2 separate regions of the Mus musculus genome follow, and region 2 is linked to region 1. The links are chromatin contacts, called in public Micro-C maps. All regions are on one chromosome and are shown on one strand. Each heading gives the region's core, a stretch centred on a gene start, on an enhancer-like site or on the middle of the called end of the contact. The rest is flanking DNA. Distances are from core to core; before and after follow the strand shown. Region 1 has its middle 18 kb from the start of Eif2a. Region 2 overlaps Selenot (selenoprotein T).

The links. Hi-C and Micro-C count contacts between places; a contact is called where the count stands out from the background.
Region 2: a contact with region 1 is called in a Micro-C map of granulosa cells, with 2.9 times the contacts expected there. The contact joins two enhancer-like sites. A contact is called at or near these places in 1 of 15 datasets of contacts at CTCF or cohesin (large pre-B cells), 9 of 484 Hi-C or Micro-C datasets (the 63-12 cell line, B cells, Th17 cells and 6 more) and 4 of 115 datasets of contacts at active chromatin or transcription factors (the HPC-7 cell line, bone marrow-derived dendritic cells, pro-B cells and 1 more).

What each region holds. Positions count from the first base shown.
Region 1 is chr3:58,506,371-58,510,139 of GRCm38.p6, reverse strand. No RefSeq gene overlaps it. Among named protein-coding and RNA genes, the nearest start is that of Eif2a, 18 kb to the left of the region's middle. Within about 2 kb of position 1,684, at least 67 of the 459 cell types and tissues checked have an H3K27ac peak or open chromatin away from gene starts, as enhancers often do. A contact at or near this core is called in granulosa cells, where this site is marked.
Region 2 is chr3:58,591,994-58,595,762 of GRCm38.p6, reverse strand. Selenot (selenoprotein T) reads right to left here. Exons shown (of 6, transcript NM_001040396.3): 6 at 2,219-3,769. Among named protein-coding and RNA genes, the nearest start is that of Selenot, 17 kb to the right of the region's middle. Within about 2 kb of position 1,967, at least 13 of the 459 cell types and tissues checked have an H3K27ac peak or open chromatin away from gene starts, as enhancers often do. A contact at or near this core is called in granulosa cells, where this site is marked.

The DNA of each region.
Region 1 (3,769 bases), core at 435-2,934:
TAATAAGTGTTGGAGTGGCAGTTAAGGACACTTTTCGGTTGTTGCAGAGAACTAAAGTCCTATTCCCAGAACCCACATGGCAACTCACAACTGCCTGAAACTCCCGAGTTCAGGGATCCAGTATCTTCCTCTGGTCTCCATAAACAGTCCCACATGTGAAGCATATATTACCAACACACACACACATCTTTTTTTTTTTTTAAAAAATTAAACGAGCAAGAGTTCATCAAAATACATTTAACATTTTAAAGGTTTATTTATAGTATGTGTGTGAGGGTGTTGCCTGCATGTGTATACACATGTATGTATACACATATGCACCATGGGTGTGCCTGGTGCCCTCGGAGGGAGTTGGGTCACCTGAAACCAGAGCTACAAATGGTTGTGAGCCACCATGTGGGGTCTGAGGACAGAACCTGGTTCCTTTGCAAGCATGGCAAGTGCTCTTAACCACAGAGCCATCTCTGCATCCCCATATATTATTCTATCAGATGCTAACATTTGCCCACTCATAGTTGGCTAGTAAGTCTCTGTGTTGGGTCGGTGCACTACTATTGTCACTAGCAAGGCCGAGTGACTTTTCAGATGCCTTGAAGCTTGGGTTTCTGTCAGGCTTTTGTCAATATTGACCTGACCTTGGGCAATATAAATCACATTTAAGATTACAGGTGTCAGTGTGTCCTTAGTTTCTTCATGTTTCTCTTTTCTAAATGCAATTGAAAATCTTGATTCATAGCCCCTTTAGTGAAACTACTAAATACATAATGGTTTCATAACAACAATACCAATTTGTTACTATTATTACTGAAAAGTTAGCATCTAAGTCTTTTTACATTTTTTGTCACCTCTGAGAAACACTTTTCAGGAACATAAAGTCGAGTCCTTACCTTTAAATCACTCCAAATTTGAGATGGCTCAGCACTTAAGAGTAATGGCTGCCCTTCCAGAGGATCTGAGTTCAGTTTCCAGCAACCACGTGGTGGTTTACAACCATCGGTGACTCTAGTCCCAGCAGATTCTGGTGCAATGGACACATGATGCACATATACATGCAGGCAAAACACCCAAACACATAAAATAAAAATGTCTAAAATGCTTTTTAAGTTTGAATCACCTGAAATTTCTGTATGGCTATGTACTGACTTCATACATAGTAAGGTCTATTTGTTTCATTTAAATTTTGCGTTGAGATTATTTTTCTTTATCTTAAAAAGAAACAGTTTTCATAGCTCATGTGCTCTCCCTTTAAGGCTCCTCTTAAGTATTTTCAGTGTATGGCTTGAGGTAAGAGTCTGTTTTTATTCTTCTGTGCGTCAATATCTAGTTTATCCAGTACAGTTTGTTAAATGATATTTTCCCACACTGAATTGTCTTGGCAATCCTTCGGGACATGAGTTGACAACCTATCCATTGATTTGTCTCTAGATTTACATGTCTAACCATGATCTGTATGTCTGGGCGTCTTTTAGTCCACCGTGCCCTGATTGCTATGCTTTGTGGTAGGTTTTGAAATCAGGAAGTATACAGAAGGCGTGCAACCTTGTTCTCTTTTTCAAGGTTGTTTTGAGCTATTTTGGTTCTCTCGCGTTTCCCTATGAATTTTCAGAACAGCTTTGCCACCTTCTACCAGGAAGCCAACTAGCATGGACACTGTGACTTCTGTAAAGCAATCTGGGCTGTGTTGCAATCTTTGCAACATTGTTTCCCAATCCACAAACAAGGCCTTTCTTTTAGTTTATTGAGGTATTCTTTCAACAATGCAGTTTTCCTGAGTTTGCACTTTGGTGAAATTTGCTGTGAAGCACTTTATTCTCTTAAACTTTATTGTAAGTAGTTTTCTTGGTTTCTGCCTGCTCTGAACTAGTGTACGGATAAGTACACTGTGCCCTGCATCATTGCTTGTCTCTTGCATCTGTCTGCTGGGTACCAGTGTGTAGATAAACACGGTGTGTTGTGTCTCCCTCCTACAGCCTTGCTGAGCTTGTTTGTAAATTTGTTTGTTTTAGTAGATTCTATTTCACATATAAGATTATGTCATTTACAAATAAGCATAACCTGGATTCTTTCACTCCCAATTTGAGTAGCTTTTATTTCATTTCCCTGTCTACTCTCTCTGACCTGTGCAATGTTGGATACAAGTGGCAGCACCAGGCGCCAGTGCCGGGTTCCTCTACTACATGAGATAAGGTGTCTGCTAGCTGCTTCTCTAGCCACACCACTACTACCCCCCCACGCCCCCACTCGCCCCCCCCCCCCAGTCCCTAGCAACCACTTATATACTTTTTCTTTTGCTCATTTTGACATTTTCATAGAAAGAGAATGATACAATGTGTTGCCTTCTGTGCCTGACCACTTTTCTTGGGAGAATTGTTTCAAGGTTCATTTATTTCACAGTTAGAATCAGCACTGTTTCTTGTTTTTTTTCTACCGTCAGCTGATGTACATCGGGTTGTTTCTACTTCCAGCTATCATGAAGTAATGGTACTCCAAGCATCCAAGTACAAGTCTATGTTGAGTGTATGTGCTTCCTTCTCCCGGGTAGTCACCTTGCAGAGGGACTAAAGGGTTCTAGAGAAATGTCAGCAAGACTTTCTTTCATTCCCTCTTCGTGAGACAGAACAGATATGGATTGAATACATAACTATCCATTTTAGAGACAAATGGTAGACTTACACAGATCCTCTTTTTTTTCCCCATTTGCTTTTCACCTAAAATAGATCCAGATGAGGAAACAAAAGCAAAGCATGCTTATCCTGGTACCAGCCCACACTGGCCACACCGATAGACCACAGATAGACCTCTGGTGGTTTTATATTATAACATGAGCAGGATGTTTCGTGATTTACTCAACTACCTATGGGTATTTCAGTGACATTTGGGTCACATGTATTACAATAAAACCTAAAAAGTCATCTACATATTATATAGCTATAATTTATATTTATATATATATAAATCATATATATAAGTGTGTGTATATGCGTATACATATATGTATATATGTGTATTTATATATCTATATACACACATACAGGTCTCACTGTACTATGTATCACTGGATGACCTGGAAAATGATATGTATACCAAGCTGACCTTGAATTCACAGAGATGACTTTCTCTGCCTTCAGAGTGCTGGAATTAAAGGTATGCATAACCATGCCTCTGAATACATTTCTGCTTCTCTATTTGGTATATCCAAGTTCCTAAATACCGTCTGTCAGGTCCAATGTGTGTGCTATTCTTGGTTGTCAACCTAACTACATCTGGAATTAACTAAAACCCAAAAATGTAGTGGCACCCCTGTGAAAGATTTTTGCTTAATTTGAAGTGGGAAGATCTGCATCTAATCCAGATCTTTGAGGTAGGCAGACACACCGTTAATTCAGATCTTTGGAACCAAGAAAACCCACCTCTAATCTGGGCCATACCTCCCTCATATACTGAAGACTAGCTGAGACATTTAGCCTCCTGGACTGTGTAATTACTGAATGCTAGGACCTTCCATTCATAGCAGCGATTATTGTACTAGCTTGATCAAAACTTGTAAATCCTCCCCTTTATAAATATATATATAAATAAATATATGTATTATACATAAACATACATTATGTATATATACAAATACATATGTGAATATATATATATATATATATATATATATATTCATTCTATAACTTTGTTGCTCTAAAGCACTCCAACTAATACACCCAAATTCCAAAATGCAGAAGAGATATTTGAATAACTGTGGTGCCTATTAATATACCAAGGA
Region 2 (3,769 bases), core at 718-3,217, 85 kb before region 1:
GAGAGGAAAAGCAAAGCAGAAGCAGAGACAGAACAGAGCAGAATTTAAAAAAAAAAAAAAAAAAGAGCTGACTGAGGAGAGAGAAGTGGGGCAGGATAGAGCACAGAACAGAGAATACAAGCAGAGGAGCACGCAGGTTGCTTCTTTCTCTTTAACAGCAGGTCTCTTCTCACTGATGAGGACAAGGGTTTCATACTCAATAGAAAAGTAGATGCTTTTTTTCTCTATGCAATAAAGGTTAAAGCTTAGTTTTCATCCAGAATGAGAGAGTTCTGTTTGCATTGGCACTTGCTCAATGAAACTGCTCATGAAAGCTTTTGCTCCATCCATCAAAAAAATATATACACATGTTAAGTATAGGTGTAAGTATATAAGTTGATGAGACGAGTGGACAGGCCCAACAGGAATGTATGAGGGTGTATGAGTATGTGTGTATGAATGTACATGTTTATGCAATATTTGCTTGTGTAGAAGTTTTTCTTTATGCGAGTTTGACTCTCTTCTCCTGGTTCAATAGAAGTTAATTGCTCCAAACCTCCCTCTTGCCTGGTCAGCAAGAAGGGCTTCTGGGCGAGAGAAAGGAGAACTAGCAATTAATCCTTTACTTAATCTGTAGATTTTTTTTTTCAAACTATTTTTTAAAAGATTTATTTAATGCATATGAGTACACTGTAGCTGCCTTCAGACACACCTGAAGAGGACATCAGATTCATTACAAATGATTGTCAGCCAACACGTGGTTGCTAGGAATTGAACTCAGGACCTCTGGAAGAGCAGTCAGTGCTCTTAACTGCTGAGCCATGGATCCAGCCCATACCCCCACTGTTTAACAATACGGTGTTAACTTACCTGAAGCCATTGGCTTCTGGCCTCAGAGCAACTTAAGAGCCAGGACAGAGGACAGGACAGTATATTAAGCAACTTATACTCTCACAAGACCAAGTTTCTTCCCCCACCCCACCCCCTCCCCCCAAAGCTCCGCCAAATCCGCCGCCTGCCTCCCAGCACCCAGTATATCAAAGCATGAAGTTTGAGCTACCTTCCTCACCTCCTTCTCACCCTAACTCTCTGCAGCTCCCCTAACTACTCATTCTAATACCCTGGGCTTCTCACTGTGCTCTCCCCTCCCCCACCCCCTCTGCTTTTCTCACGTCTTCTCTATTCTCTATCCCTTGATATTCTCCCCACTATGGAAGATAGCCCTGGCTATCTATGTTCAGTCTACTTACCTCTTTCTGCTCTAGACTACTCCAGATGCCTCTGGCTGCTCTCTTTTTTGTATCTATAATAAAAACCTTCCCCTTGACTATACCATGGAGCAGTCATGTTGACAGTTTATACACTTTTAAAATGAATCCATCAAAAAAGATTCCTATTTTTAATCTTTCAAATATTAGTGTTTCTAATTTTATTTTATTTTATTTTATTTTGGGGGGGGGGTTTGAGACAGGGTTTCTCTGTATAGCCCTGGCTGTCCTGGAACTCACTTTGTAGACAGGGCTGGCCTCGAACTCAGAAATTCGCCTGCCTCTGCCTCCCAAGAGTGCTAGGACTAAAGGCGTGCGCCACCACACCCAGCATTCGAATTTTAATTTTAATATTCTTTCAAAAACTAGTTTCAAATGTTATTTCCATAGGAAAGGATATGCTGCAGTCACAAAATACCAACTGGGGCAACCCTTTTAAGAAACATCACCTCTCCTGTCATTCTTTATTTGAGTTACTATTTTACCAAATGACTTAAGTGTTTCTGGGAAAGAAAAAAACAAAAGGAAGCAAATTTTCCAGTTTTTTTTCTGGGCTGAATTATGACCTTGGAGTACAATGCTGCTCAGAGTAGCTTGGACAGATAATCAACGGTATCTTGAATCTTACCAAGAAATGCAAATTATTGGGCTCAGTTTCAGAATCTCCAGAGATAAGCAGCTGGCCTCTGTCCTGGTAATGTTTATGCAGAAACTGAAAGGGCAGTCTGGGGAAGACACCGCAGGCACCGCGGTTAACAAAAGCAAAGCACCCTGCTAGCTTTGGTACAGAAGGCAAGGCTTTCAGTCTTCATTCTACATCTGAAACTACTTGTGTTTTTCTCTGAGATAGTTTCAAAGCTGGATCTGGCTGTTCATTCTGTTACGTAAATATTTACTGATTTCCACTTTTCTCAAAGAGGTGGAAGAGACAGGGAATCTCCCATTTCTGGGAAAGTTAAGTATTGGCTTAATTAAAAACCAAGTGATCTTTATTTTCTTCTAGAATTAATTACTTGCTGGTCAAGACAAGAAAAGTGGTCGTTTTCTCTTTAGATTTGGGTGTGTTAATACATACATTTCTCAGGAAAACTTAAGATGGGACAACGTATGTTATTCCTTTATGTTCCAGACAAGAATAAATCACAACACTGTCAATGGCTCAGTACTGTACCTGCAAATTATAAAGCTTAGGAAAACAACTTTAAGTTCTAAAACAGGTAAGATTTAGAGTCAGAAATAGGTGTTAAACAAACTGGTTGGCTTAAGATGCCCGAGAAAGCAAACACCATTCACTGGATGACAGCCTTTACAGTGCAGAATCCCCTCAACACATCTGCTACATAAAGTACACTAGGACAGAATCATTTTCACAAAGCAGGGTTCCTTTCACATTGGCTTATTTATTTCACAATGCCACAAAGAAGTCCCAAATCTTTACAATTCTTTACTTGCTTCTCATTTTTTAAAAAAGAAAAGCCCTAAATATCAAATCATGTTTTAAAAAATTTTAACTGAATTATTTAAGTTATGACAATGATAGAATGTGCCAGTCAGTCAAACTTCCAAACTACTAAAGCTCTGAAGTAAGAATGAACCATGACTGGAGCTCACCGCATTGCACAGCTGTTCAGGCTGAGCAGCTGTCACGAATGCGAGTGCACAGCCACTGCCACTCACACACTGAGAGCACGTGTTCTCTACATCTGACACGCTGAGGTAAAAGCCAGGTTTTACCAACTTTTTAATTAATGCAAAAAACCTTCCACAATAGCAACTGTGTTGAAAACACCAGTAAAATTAGCCAGCCTGCTGATACGTTGCGATCTTCTGATTAATGGAGCACAGACATTTTGTAACTATACAATTTATAAGCAACTAATAAACTTTGAAATGTTAGTAATATAATAAAGTTATAAATAGTTTACCATCTCCTTTCCCTTATATATTTTTATATTCATGCATCTCATTTATCTGTCTAGTAGACTATTAAATTCTGGATTTAAATATGACTAAGCATAAAATAAAACAGAGATGAGTGTGAATGTCTAAGCCAGTAAAAGCTATTAACTTGGAAACAAATTCAACCTAAGGCATACATGGAGAAAGTTAGATTTGACATTGTCCTTCATAGTTTGACCTGTCAAGTACACATGAACATCCATGGCTCAAATTATGAATGTCTATGTGCCATAAAGCTAACTGCATCACAAATGGAATGCCTATTACTTGAAGAAAGGCCCCTCCGATGTTAAACTTTGCAAGATGTGGAGTCTGAAGTGGTAGGCAACCATATTAGCAAGGTTTTAAGATCTAGTCAATATATACATATATATGGAACTTTCCGTTTAAATTACAATGTCTATTACCAAAAGAACCTAGGCTAGCAGTGCTATGATACTAGTCAAAAGGGTAACATTCCATCACTAGACTATCTTCCTGCTATCTGAAGATCACAGTAGATTCCACTTTAGGCTGTAAGAGGCATTGCCTGAATGCACTCAGTGTGTGTCCAGTAGTCAAGC